Regions from separate parts of the Oryzias latipes genome. Here region 2 is linked to region 1. Evidence: chromatin contacts called from public Hi-C data. All regions are on one chromosome and are shown on one strand. Each heading gives the region's core, a stretch centred on a gene start, on an enhancer-like site or on the middle of the called end of the contact. The rest is flanking DNA. Distances are from core to core; before and after follow the strand shown. Region 1 holds the start of rnf217 (probable E3 ubiquitin-protein ligase RNF217). Region 2 holds the start of LOC101170142.

Region 1 (7,476 bases), core at 2,133-4,632:
TTCATAACTTGGGTCCTGTAGTGGCTGCAAGAAAATCCCGCGTCATTACCCTTCCACTGCCGTGCTTGGTACTGATAAGTATCAAGTGGTTCTGTTTACCTGCTGTGTTTGGGTTTCTGCTAAAAGCATTGAAGTCAAACTCCTCTAGTTGTTCAATAAGTGATGGATTTTAATAATCTGCTTAGACACCAGAGACTTTTTCTTGCTTTAAATTCTGCTGTCATGGCCTTCAAGATATGGAATGAGACCTGCTGGATCTGCATAAGTTAACCTAAAAGGTCTGACTATATCCACCTGTGGACTCCAAATTGTTTGAAAGTGGTGGATTTATGACCCTTTCCTGACTGATAATAGCAGCAGTTGTATTAGACGCGCCTCGTCGTTATTGTGTTGATTTAAACCTAAAGCTCCAGACAAACCCTCTGCCTTCACAGAGGTCTGCACATGTGTAGATGATTAACCACCACAGGGCTGATGATTTGCAGGACCTACTTAGCCTCTGAAATGCAATTGAAGTTGTAAAGTGCTACTTAGTATTGCTCACAGATTTTCTTTATGGATTTATTTTTTGGTGAGTAAATGATGTGGTTAGAGAAAAAAAAAGTTATTTGTGGTTTTTCTGTCTAGGTCATGGTTGGTCAACAATTAACTTTTGTAGATATTGTTTACACTTTTTATTTAAAGTAAAGGTACGAAGTTTTGCACATGAGCACCTCCAGAGCTTACAGTCAATCCACCAGAAGACACAGGCGAGCCTGGTTCTGTTGAGTTGTCAGTAGATTTATCCCATAGAGCTGAAGGAAGAAGAAAGAAGTGATCTACAATTTACAGGTTTTGCAATAATCACAAATCAGTGTAGCACTGACTGTAAGTTAATGCATCAATGTGACTTTATGCCAGCATATCCAGTAATTCTGTAGCTCTGGAGTGACTGAATTTTGGTTTACAGCTGACGCCAACCATCTATGTACAATAGTTTCTCCTGCAGGTGACTGTATGAAGAGAGCTGGGATTAAAGTAGAGTTAAGGTGGAAAGGCTGCTGTCTTCTCTTTTTGATTTGTTTTTTTTAATTACAGTGACAAATTCTGAGTTGCATGTTTACAGAACTTTTCAATTTTATTTCCCAGGCAATGGGGATTTTTTTTTTAAATAGAGTTTTCTTCTACGGTCAATGGAGGTCTGAATTCTGTTTCACCAATATCCAGATTGTTGGCATTTTTATTTCATCTTTAAATGCTCAAATGTGAACATAAAGCTGCAATTTCAATAAGTGTCAGAGTAAAATGTTTTACCAATTAGTGACAAACATGCTGAGGGAGAAAATTGTTGTTAGAATTCACATGGTTGCATCCTTGAGGTAATTTAAACTCAAAGTTGACATATTTTTGAGTGAAAAAAGTATAAAAAAAACATTTAAGGCTGGAAATATAAGGGTAATAAAATGGTTGCCAGAGTGATGCAAAGAAATTCCGCCGCTATGCATCAAGTGATGCCTGGTGATGTAAAAATGATGTTAATCCGAGTAAGCTTTGTTGCTCTAAGAGCAGAATGGGAAGACGTGAATTTAAATTTTATCCTTATTTGCCAACACAGTTTCGACCAACCAGGTTTCTGCCAGTTTCTTACTGCGCAAAACCATGAGATCTACAAAGTCTCACTACACCATCAAGAAAAATACACTTTATTAAATGTTTTTGAGGCCATTAAGCCATTCATTCATAAAATATGGCTTTAAATATTTACAATAATTAAATTATAACAGTGTGATATCTTTCTATATTTAAGAATTTTAACTTGTTTTTATTAGTGACAGCAGCACATTCAAGTTCCTTTCAAAATAAAATTCATCCTGTGTGTCAAATAAATCTGTATGCTGCAGCAGATTTACTTGAATAAAAACTAAAGTTTAGTGAATCATGGCATTTTCTACTATTATAACTTTGACGCAATGTCATCCTTTTTCTCCTCAAATGTAAGCATGACAACGTTGGTGTAGTATACCTTTTTTTATATATAAAATTTAAATATGTAAATGCCATTTTATAGTTTAAAAACTCTGCCTCTAAACAGCAACTAGACACTGATGTGGAGCAGAAGGTCAGAAAGTGTGTTAAGCCTATTTTAATAGTCAACCACTCTCATAGTCGGATTAAACCTTTTACCGTCGTTATTTTCTGTTTTACGGCATGTTAAAAATCTGTATATAAATGACTACATTTAATTAACTAAAACAAACTAACCAAAACTATTATTATTATTTTAAATACCGTCCAGATTTTTCCTCAAAGCCAAAGAACCACAATAGAGGGATAAAGGAGCTGCATGTGGCTCCAGAGCCTAAGGTTGGAGACCCCTGGTTTAGACTAACATCTGACAAAAAAATATTTCCTGTAAATGTACTTCTAAACAGTTTATGTTGATCATTTTAAATAACAACACATGAATTCAAACTGCAGAAAAGTTATAAGGCTAAACTTTTAAGCGTTTTTTTTATGTGAGAGATTTGTGCTTGTTGCTTATAAAATATTATTTTACATAGGATGACTTTAAAAAGTATTATCAAAATCAAAAAGCTGACACTTGCTGAGCATTTAAGATATAAGAGACTAAAAGTTTTGCTTAATTTGTTTTTGGAGTAAGGAAGGAGGAAAAAAGCTGTTAGGGGTCAACCTGCCCTGTTTTCCTATCATGAAACCTGAGCCGCCAAAGCTGACCTAATGAGACACTCGTAAATCCTAATTCAGTCAGGAATCTGGAGCTGGTCCAAGCTTCGGTTACTATGGAAACACAGATCAGGATGAAAGGAATCTAAACAGTGGATTAACATTACACTCTCACTGTTGAAAAACCAGTTTGGAAAGTGATTGCATTTTCAATGAACTCCTCTGAATTTGACTGCCCATTCGGTTGCAAAATCCTCTGAAGCCAAACATTTATACGTTTTTTTCAAGTAAGATTAGCCTTACTTTAAAATCAAATTAATTAAAGTTGTCCTAATTAAGTATAAAATTAACAAGTGAAAGAACTACTCGTGTACTGGGTAATAGATTGACCAGCAGATGTATTGCCTGATATGATTTCCATTAGGTTTATTTGAACAGCTCCAGTTTACAAATTTAGTTGTGTAAGGATGTTATGCAGAAACAGCAAAAAGGACAAAAATGTCAAATGATTCATAAAGAAAGAAAATATAATTAATATAGTTGTTATAATACATTGTATTCCACAACATCCAGTTTGGTCCAGATAATTTCAACAGGAATCAGGAAAAAGGAAAAAGAAACAATGCACAAATTTACCTAAAAAAAATTTTATTCTGACATTTATGCTTGAATACTTTTTATATACTTGTATTTACTCATCTTTGACACCCAAAATGTAATTATTTAAGCTAAAAATAATGTTAGGTTTGTAGCGCTGATGGGGGAAGGGGAGGGGCATCCCCCGTCGTCCTATCACAGCTCTCCCGTTTGCTTACGTCAACACCCGGAAGTGGCTGTGTATTTTGTTTTGTTTTGGTTGCGGGAGTTGGGTTGACGGCAGGCGAGCAGTGAGAGGTCCGCCCAGGGCAGACCCGCTCGCGCATGGGGAGAGCCACATAGGGGATGGAAGATGACTCACCGGTTGCTCGAGCTTGTACCATGCCGAGGTTTATCAGCGGTTATGACGACGCGAGGAAGAAATTGTCCCGCAACTTACCAACAGAAACTTCCTTTAGGGACGTCAAAGTTAAGCGGCAGGTGAGGTCGTCGAGCGTCCGAGTCAGTAGGTCAAGCTCCCGGTTGTGTCTCGATGAGGACGACGGGGACCCGGAGGAGAGGAGCCGCAGAGAGGTGAAGGATACGGAGGGCAACAACAACAACAACTGCAACGGCGTAGGAAGAGCGAGGAGGAGGGCGAGCGCTGTCGAAATACCGAGGAGGAATTTGGGGGATTTTAAACAACGTCCGGCCCTTCTAGGTGCACACAGTCGGATGCAGCGCGACGCCGAACAAGGAAGCGCGAAAACCGACATTACAGCTGAGAGTGGAGCTGAAAATGAGGAGTGTAAAAACTCAGACGGGGAAACGAGACAACCTGGCTCTAAAAACGAACAGACCTCGAGCGACTTGACTTCTATTGTGCGGAGAGTTGAGAGTGTGACAGCGGAGTGCCAGCATGCATGCGACAGCGGCAGCAACGCAGTCACTTCTTCAGGGGAGCCCTTTAAGGCCAAAGAGCACGTCTACTGCACTGTTTACTGCATCGAGAACGACCGTCATCAAGCACGCGCTGAAAGCACGGACCGCCGCGGTGACGCCACGCAGATTGACCTGGAAACGGGACAGGTGGCCAGCCCGAGCCCGGAGCCGGAGCTCTACTCGCTGGACGACCTGGTGGACCCGTTCGAGGACATCTCCCAGTGGCTGTACAGGGAGCAGGTCGAGGCGGGCACGTTGATGCAGAATTGCCGGGTGTGTCTGGAGGAGAAATCTATCGCTTCCCTGCCTTGCTGCGGGAAGGCCGTGTGTGACGCGTGTCTGAAGCTCTACGTCAGCTCCCAGGTTGGTGGGACAGCGCAGGTGTGCACAGCTGTTTGCATGGATGGTGCTCTGCAGCACATTTCCCATTGTCCCCATTACGTCTGTCTGTTCTTAAGTTATGGAATATGTGTCATCCACTCAGCAGAACACCACTTCACTTAAGAAACTAAAACTTTATGTCATATAAGAATATTTTAGGCCAATACCTGCAGGTTCTGTCTTGTGATGGGTATTTTTTCTGAGATTCTACGTCATGGCTCCAAAACAAACAAACAAAAAGATCTGGCAGGAATGCTTTATGTAACAATAGTTTATGAGATAGTTGGCTAAAACAAAAGTAATTGTTCAGCAATTCTTATACAATACAATTCTTGTATTGTTGCTACAATAATTGAAGGATTGACAGCAGAAAACAAGAAAAAATCCATGACTGTGTAACTGGACTCCTGCAAGGAATTACCCACCGGCTCTTGCTAATCCTAACCTTTTTCATAATATTTTTTTCTGTAGTTCACGTTATTCAAGGTATAAACTGACCGATCAGATGTCTCAATAAAAGAACAGTAATTTTCCGACTACAAGTTGCTTTGGACTACAAGTCAAAGCAGCTGAAAATCCATGATAAAAAAGAAAAAAACAGATAAGCATAGCAAAACATGCTAACAAGTCAACTAAACGCATTAAATGTCAAACTCCATTGAATTTTTCATCCTCTGTGTCGCTTTGGAACGCTCGGCGTGAGACTGAGCGGCGTTTCTGTCAGTTAATACCAAGACACGCCCACAGAGCCCTCTAGCAATTGTTTTTTAAAAACCACATATACTGTAAGTTAAAAAACCATGCAAAAAAAACAGCGATGTATACTCCAAAAAATAAGGTAGGTGGTGCCTGCTGGCCTCCATGTTGAATGTTCAAAATGTTTGATTGACAGATACCCCCAAGCCTGCTTTCCACTGGTAGGGGTATGGACTTCCAACAAGCTTACCCCTGATTGGCAAGAGTCACAGAAACAATGATTCAGACCAATTCAGACCAATGGCTACCTAAACTGACAATATCTCCAGTGGGAGAAAAAAGGGCTGGTGCCAGAAGTAAGCCGTTCATTTTTCTTTGAAGGATGATGACACTCTCACTTTGTCCAGTTCTCTTACACAGGCAATGGAAAAATCCCAATTATTAATAAGCAGGGTCATTTTGACCCGACTACCCTATGTTAATATTACCAGAATTAAACTAAAGGTGGAACGCTGTATTAAATTTACAAAAGATAAAGTCTTAAAATGCATTTTTTGTTGCTACAGTCTAGTTCCCCGAGCAATGTTACTGTCACAGAGATAAGCTGGTTGAAAATGGAGGGGGAGAAAAAAAGACATGGAAATAATCTGGTGTAGGTGGATGGTTTTTCTCCCATTGTACTGCAAATTTAACTTCAGAACATCTTTAGAGATTATTATCAACAAGCCTTTACATTAAAAATCATGATACTGATCTTTATTTTAGGGTAAACACTTGACCTCTTTGTAGCTTAATGCATGTTGAGGTTATTCTCCTCAGCTTGTTCTCAGTCTGTTTGCTTTTTAAAAAAAATCTGTTTTCTGCCTGGCTGACATCATTTTAAGGGAAGCTTTGGTTTTTCCTGACACCCCTTTCCCCACTTAAGCCTGCTGTTTAGTGAAATCACCATATTTATAGATGTTAACCGACCTAAATATAGCAATCTGCTATAACTGAAACTACCCATCAAGACATTGTCGCAAAGATTTTTTTTCTTTATTTGCTCAAGTTTAAATCACATTGAAACACTTTTGATCAGATGTAGTTAGACATATTGCATTTGAAAAGAGAAATCACTGCTTGCTCTCTTGATACATTCTTTCGTTAAGCCAACAACTTGGACAAAAGTGAGACTTCTGGGGAAAAAAAGTTCTTAAAGAGACAGGAACTCAAACCCTCTGAGGCTGGTGGAGGCTGCATAAAGAGTGCAGATTAATGAGTTGTAAGCTTAAAAAAATGTCAAATTTAGTCTTAGTGCACATTTTTAACTGGTCGGATGGAAAAAATTCAAAAACCTATTAATGGGGAGCAAACAGTATCCATGAAGACTATTTTAGAAGACTACAAGACCTGGGAAACCGCAGACGTCATCTTATTTTAGGCTTGTATTCTAGTTTCTGTGTTATTTTTCGTACCTTTGAGATTTTTTTTGTGTGCACTCAACCGTATTTTTAAACATCTTTCCACCACGTGTTTTTTTCGAGGGATAACCTGTCCAACCAGTCTGGCTGCAGCCACCCTGCTAATACCCCTGCAGAGGACACATTTTTACAGTCCGGGTCGGTTGTGTTCACATGCCTACGGTGATATTGGGTGTCGGAAGCTGTCAGAAGTTGAGGCCTTTTGAAGAAAAACCCGGATTTGATCAGAATGAACACACCCTTATCAAGTGTCCTATTGTATTTGTGAGCACCAAGGTGCTGAGAATTGTGGAGTAAAACACATTTTACCTGGAAAAGAAGACGAAATAGAAAATGATTGGTTCTCCTGTTTAACTCCACAAAACAATATCACCAGAGTCAGTGACTGAGGGCCCCTCTGTTCCAATGTTTGCCTGCGTTCCTTAAGAAAACATTAACCTTCCTCTTTGTCCACGTCTTTCTTCAGTCTCCACCTCAATCTGCCTACTCCTGCTTGTCTGTGGTGAATTATTCTCTCAATCCCATCAGGGCTGTGAATATGTTCTTTAGGGAGTTTTAATGCTGATAAGTAAACCTTTTAATTAGAGAAACTCCAGTCAAGCCAATATTGCCAAACGTGCACACATGCTGAAAAGCTGATGATGCAGGGAGAAAGCATGGAAGGCAATGACGTGTCTTCTTGGCCCAAAACATGCTAAACCTGCTCTAGTTGGGTTAACAGTGTGTAGGTTCTTACTTTTTTTTTTTTTTTTTTTTT
Region 2 (6,791 bases), core at 794-3,293, 140 kb before region 1:
TGGAAATGAATTGAAACAAACAAAGAGATCTGCGATGATATGGAATACCCTGCAGTTGTGATGCATCTGGTGTAACCTGACATCTGGTGTAACCTGACAAACTCATCTATAAAGTCACGGTTAAAATTTGTTTGGGGCAAAAAAAAAAAGAAAAGGCTCTCACCAGCTGATGTGGTGAACGTATAATCTATCACCACCCCTAACAAGCGAACTTCAACCAATAAAACAACAGAGCAGAATTTGCTGAGCCAGAATGTTAATGAAACTCTTACTATTGGGAAATGTAACATCTGTTCCATCAACAACCAGCAGCTGGATGTTTCTATGCTTGTCTATTGGTAAAAAGATAACCTCCAAGTCTGTTACGACGAGCGCCTTCCCAGCAATTCAGTTAAGCTCCTCCCTCTTAGACCTGCTTCTTCTTAATATTGCCAGATGCTGGTGGCGTTGTATAACGCTTTCACGTTCTCCAATTGTTAAAAAAGGCTATCAGCATCAGCTAAAACTGATGAAGGACTCATCATTTATTGAAGCATTTATCTTTTCTCTCAACACTATTGCTGCAGCAAACACCCAAGCACGGAAGCGGGACCATCATGATGTGAGTGTTGCATTTAAATCCTATAGCACCTTGTTCCTGCTCCACCTGAGTTTTTCTGATGTCCTCCAGCAGACCAATATGAGCTTCCAGAAAACTCTGAACATGATTTAGTTGAGTCTGCAGATTCCTCAGGACATGGAGGTAGTCAGTCAAAACCGTGTTTTTAGATGGTGCAGCTGGAAAAAAAACACGAGGCATATAGTTAGAATAACAGATAATCACAGATATTTTAAAACTGTGTGTTTAGAGAAAAATATTACCATTTAAAGTAGTATGCGAAATTAAACTTTTGAGTTCCCTCAGAAGACTGTTGAGTGGTTTCTGAGCAGAATAAAGAGAATTCAATCAAAACTGAAATAATGATACGGATGAATCATTTGAGGCCTCCGGTGCAGTTCCAGATCTCTTTTGCTCACCTTTTTGTGTATTATCCTGAAGATTGTCCTCCTCAGCTTCAGATTCTCTGCTCCAGGAAACAGCTCATGCAGGTCTTCTCTGGTCAGTGAGCGGATTTCTGAATCGCTGCAGAAATCTGCTCCTGGTGAAGCAGCGGAGTTAGCAAAAGAATTTCTGCGTAACAAATAGCATTTCTCTGTTCATACTAAAATTTGTAATAGTTTTTATCCTTAAAAGTAAAAAAACTAACAAATGAATTTAGTCACAGCATTACTTTTTGAGCTTTTCTGTTTATCTTTGATTAAAAAGAGCTGAAACGAATAGATTGACGGCAGAAGCTATTTTTGCAGTTATTTCACACATTGGGAATCGGTCACCTACTTTGTAGGACAGAGGCAGCTGTTTCACTTGCCCGCCTTATTTTCCTGAGTAAAACAAACATGACTTTTCCTAAAGAAAAGACAATAATAAAATTAATAGTCAGGTATATGTACATATTTCTAATTCAAAAATGCTCCGGTGTCACAAAAGTCTTTAAAACACAGTGAAGCCTTCACAATGTAAACAACTGAAAATAATTTCTATAATTCAAATTAGTCGTCAGTCATTTTATGCATTGCTTACAAGTACTTAGTGGTTTCATGATAAATGTTTTTATTATTTGTTCATCTGTAAGGGTATTTGTTGCAAAAACATCTTATTTTTAATTTTTAAAGACATTTTACAGTTTATGTCTGCTACTATGCAGTTGTGCTTCATGCAAAATGAAAGTAAAGGACATCTTCAAGCCTGTAAAGCTGCACAAACAGTAGGTCTTTGTACTGAGCACTAAAAGTAATGACATTTTTCACAGCTCAAAAGAGGAGAAACTTGCCTTAAACAGGAACACTGACCAGAGTTTGCCTTGTTGCTTCTGTGGGCTTGTTATGACCTTCACGCTGGGACCCCCAGCTCCGCAGCTAAAGCTATAAGTAGCTTGCGGCCCCTCAGTTTCAGAGTTCAGCCAGAAACAGCACGGCATGTTCCCCCTGCAAAGCCAGCAGGGTGCAGCACCGTTCAGGTTCTGACTCACTTGCACCACTGTCAGACTCACTCTGGCATCTACCGTTACAATGTGAACACTCTGGTTGAAACAGAATACTAAAGGTTGCAACATCTGGACTAATAGTTATTTTTTCAACCCAGAAAAGCAGAGTTTTCCAATTTACAAAAAAAAGGGGATAAATGAAGGGGGAGAAAAAACATACCCTGAAACCAAGAACAGCAAACTGCTTAGTCCCAAAACATGAAGCAGCTCTGTGTGCAAAGCTGTGTGAAAGCGAACTTCCTCTCAGCCTGTCTGCAGACAGAAGTGTTCTTCTCCTATGTCAGACTTTCTGCAGGAGAAAGACAGCTCCCTGTGGCTCAGCTCAGTCTCCCTCGCTGAGCCTTTGATGGAGGAAGAAAGCCGAGTTTCATGTGTATGCGTCTGAGGGTAACAACACTCTCAGCGAAAACATTCAAAGACTCCTACTGCAACAGCTGAACATCAGCTGAGATCCCTTTGATTTGTATCTAGGGGGTGTTTTCAGTGGCACCTCCGAGAGAACACAAAAACAATGATAAATATTTCAGTGTGCAGATGAAGTGTGTGACAGTTCAGTCTGTTGGACTTTAATGAGTGAATGCATTCCTGGTATCATTATATTCCGTTGGAGTAGTGCCCAGCTTTGGCCAGAAGATGGTAATCAGGTACCAGAAGTCTTTGGGATGCTTCCAGTAAATGCAGAAACTTTAATAGAGAAGTTCAGTAGCCGATCTGGCTTCGGGCCACTTCTGGAGGCCAGCCAGGGCTTCTGAGAATTTTGAGACGGAGCCAACGGTTAATTCAAACTGACATCTTGATCCTCCTTGTTGGACTGGATTACAAACATCAAGGTGATTTCAGAGGTGTGTGATAAAACACAATCTATTAAGGAGTCATCTAGTAGCAAGAAAAGTAAGAGAATATAAAAAAAAAGTGATGTCCAGCTTTCTACAAGTATCTAACCTTGCGGTTTGACTCACCAAGTCTACAGCTCCAGCTTTATGAAAAGGTCAAAAATAGAGCAAAGGCTAAAGCTGTGTGGACTCTAATCAATAGGATTTAATGGAAAATCTTTAAGAGAAAAAAGCATCTCCTGTAGGTTCAAAGCTTAAAGGCTACTTTTCATTACAGCTCATTGTGTGATAATGGATAAAAGTAAACAAAAGTTTTGCTGATCAGGTTGTCAGATCAAGCAATCTCAACAAAAATCAATAGGGTGAACAGATCTGCTTCATTGCAAAGTTCCTTAAAAAATGACTCCAGGACACAAAAGGACACTCAGGCTTTGGTGAATTAAGGCTCAGCTTACTTTTTCCATGTATTTCTGTTTTCTTTTCACTTTTAAAGTCCCTTATCTTTTTTAAGATAAATCCATGTATTTAATGTGGCCTATTTTTCTCTGATTTTTCTTCCTCCCACTTTTTTTGTTTCCAAGTTGAAGGTCTTTTTCACTGTCATGGTGCCATGGTTTGTTTTTTTCACCAACTGTTGGTCACATATGCACCATCAGGCGGACTCTCAGTTGTAAGAAATGTAGTTGTATTTCCATGTTTTGCAATGTGGGAATCTTTTCAGAAAACCTTTGACATTTCCTTTTCATAACTGTTCTGTTTTTGTGTATTCTTCACAGGAGCATTTAGGCAGTTTTGTAGCCTGATGGTAATGTTTTGGGTCATTTTGCAATAAAATCTGAGTTAAAAATAATTTGAAAGTGTTATAATTTAGACTTTACACATTTAAGTTAGATATTTTATTATTTATACAATAGCAGTGAGTCTTTTTGCAAAAGGGAGTCAAACTATAGAAAAAACAGAAAAAAAGATTGTTAGGACAGCTGCAGAAGGAAATCCCCTCTTCTTATTTTAACAGCTTAAAAAAGAGAGGATGTTGACCTTTAACATTCAGAATAAACATGACAAAGATGGAAAACAAAACACGCATGTTGACAGCCTTCAAGGGACAGATTAGAGGCATCTCCAAAAATGGAAACCAATAAAAAAATTCCCATTGATCCATTCCTCTTTACATCACAACTATCGCTAACTGCTATGTTTTTATCATAGAGGGATTCAGTTAAAAGGCTCTGTAGATTTCATATACACACACTTGCTAACTGTCGTAGATGTTGCTCTCAATTATAATGCATTCATAAATCAAAAGGTTTGACAGGAACTAAATTAAAACAATGGTGAGTGTAAGTCACCCGATGCAAATATGACAGCTTTATTAGAAAACGAGATTGCTTGAATTTGTCTGAATAAATGGGAGACATTCCTTTTTTTCTATCTTTCTTCTTCTTATTTCTTTGCTTGTTATAAAGCAGGGCTCCCTATCCTTTGACTTGAAGTGGAATGGGGACGCAAATAATGCAGCACAAGAAAAACAGAGATGACCTTTTCTGGACCTCATTTGTGGTCAGGTGACAGTACGGTGCCCAGGATGGGAAGATCCTGTGTTTGTGGAGCGTGCTCAGGCCTAGACAAAAACTAACTTTGGAAGTTATATCATGCCTCTTCATCCTCCTGTCACTCCCCATCGTTTTTTTAGCTTCCAGATGGAGCAAGAAAAGATGGAAATATTGATTCTTGAGCTACAAAGATTGGTTTGTTAATGGCATTGCTGAAAGTGGTGAGACGGCAAATTCATCAGTGATCAGCTTTTTTCATTGATTTATGAAGTGACAATACAAAGATGGTTATCCCGTGATGTGCTGCTGCACATTTGTGCTTTTAGATAAACACAACCTGCTCTTATGTTTTCCTGTCATCCCTGTTTCAGCATATATTAGAGTAGAGTTTGAATGTAATCAATGTGGATGTGGGGATTTAGACACATTGCATTTTGATGGACAAATGCCTCTTTTGATTTATTTTGAAAGCGTTCCCAGTGGTCTTTTAATTATGATTATGCCATTTTTAACCAAAATGTAAAAAAAAACTTGTGTCAGTTTCAGCAGAGCAGCAGGAGTTCATTAAAATTTCACCTCTGAGTTGTGGGTGGGACTACTGGTGCAGAGCAACCCCACCCCTCTTCCCCTCTCTGTTGCAGAGTGGAATGTAGGTCGTTTGTGATTCGCCCAGCATATTTTCTACGTCACAAATTCGATCTTTTTCAAACAGCATTTTTTTTGTCTGCTCCTGATTCACAACTATTTGAATGAAGAAATACTCAGATATGCAATTTTAAGCTAAATTTTCTTTACATATGTCCTCCATCATCAGAAAAATTACACAAGAACATGTTAAGAACACCAGAAACTCAATTTTCATTCACAGAGGGTCTTTAAATTTGGCTTACATTCAGTTTAAACAGTTCCAGCCTCTTCATAATTTTGTTCTCTAAAAGCCTTACCTCAATTTTCATAAAAAATTATTTCCATCTACAGCTAAATGAAATAAGCCTTGAGTTTGGCCATGCGTCACCTCCTTTCCAAGTATCATAAAAGTCAGCCTGATATTTTTGAGTGCACAAAATGAGAAAGTGGAGCCTTGGGAGTCGGGATTCTCTGTAGGGAAGAGTTCCCAATCAGGGACGCCTAATGATTTAAATGAGTCATCAGTTAATTGAAAGTAGACCCCCGAGACTTGTTGACATTGAGAAATAATGTTAGGATTTCAATCTTTAAATATTTTCTTCAAAGAAAATCATTTGCATAAGAGCTCTCTGTGCTGTTATTTTTCCTAAAGTCATATTTTCAAGCTTCTATGAATCACATATTTTGGTGTCAAAACAGATCTTTGAACTTCCTGTTTTTTGGTCCCACTCCACCGCTCCTTTTAAAAATGTTTTAGTCATTCTTTCATTTTGATGGGCTGACAAAATAGTTTAATCGTGTTGTTGTTATTCAGATCCCTTCCTTTCTATTAATCCCTCTAAAACATATTAGGTTTCTTCTCATCTTTTTCTGTGTAAATTATGACAAATTTATGAAAATTTTAGGATTCAGTGTGAGTTTTTGGTCACTAATGGCAATTTTTATTTATTTATTTTAAATTGAAAGTGCTGATGATGTTACCAAATGCCAGAGGAGCCAGTCATTAGCCTGCTGTTGGGAGAGAAAAGCTGAGTGTCAGGTAACAGACAGAATTCAGATTTTGGGCTGACATGTGCAACTCTGGTGAATTTTCATTCATCATCAGTTTTGAAGAGGCTATAGTGGAACAGAAAGACCTGTTGGGGTGGGGCTGCTCTGGATGTAAGAAACATTAAGGACTGAGGGGAGTCGAGTGATGCTGCAGCAGCATCTTGTGCTGGATGGCAGCATAAGGTGTAAACCTGCTGCAGAACCTTCAGAGTAGAACTAAAGAAGAGTCAAAAAGCTGACGTTTGGAGCAATCAACTAAACTGGAACATCTTAGTTTTTTTATTTTATTTAATTGTTGACTTCATAGCTTTGTAAAGACACACTCCAATCATCTTTTGAGCTATTTCTTGTATTTTCGACATAACAAATAAGCTCAACTTCAAACTGTATTTTTTCGTCTGCTCTTGATTCACAACAGTTTGAATAAAGAAATGCTCAGAAATCTAATTTCAAACGTAATTTTCTATATGTACGAGAAACAAATACCACAAGAACATGTTTAAAACACCAAAAACACACTTTTCATCTGAAAGGGTCTTTACAAAAATCCTTGGCATTTGCAGATTCTCTGAATATTTTAAATCAAAAGTTGTGTGCAAAAAGAAAAAAAAAGAAATGAATGCTGAATTACACAAACTCTTAAA

What was found. A called contact is a pair of places that touch in the nucleus more often than the background predicts.
Region 2: a Hi-C map of fibroblasts shows a contact between it and region 1, with 2.7 times the contacts expected there. The contact joins the promoter of LOC101170142 here to the promoter of rnf217 in region 1. A contact is called at or near these places in 3 of 5 Hi-C or Micro-C datasets (embryo and fibroblasts).

What each region holds. Positions count from the first base shown.
Region 1 is chr24:15,657,663-15,665,138 of ASM223467v1, reverse strand. rnf217 (probable E3 ubiquitin-protein ligase RNF217) reads left to right here and starts at 3,382. Exons shown (of 7, transcript XM_004083852.4): 1 at 3,382-4,545. The coding sequence starts at 3,607. It overlaps nkain2 (sodium/potassium-transporting ATPase subunit beta-1-interacting protein 2), which reads left to right. Exons shown (of 8, transcript XM_004083732.4): 8 at 1-1,035.
Region 2 is chr24:15,794,266-15,801,056 of ASM223467v1, reverse strand. It overlaps LOC101170142, which reads right to left and starts at 2,043. Exons shown (of 21, transcript XM_023952777.1): 1 at 1,872-2,043; 2 at 1,379-1,447; 3 at 1,018-1,139; 4 at 862-922; 5 at 631-777. The coding sequence starts at 1,439.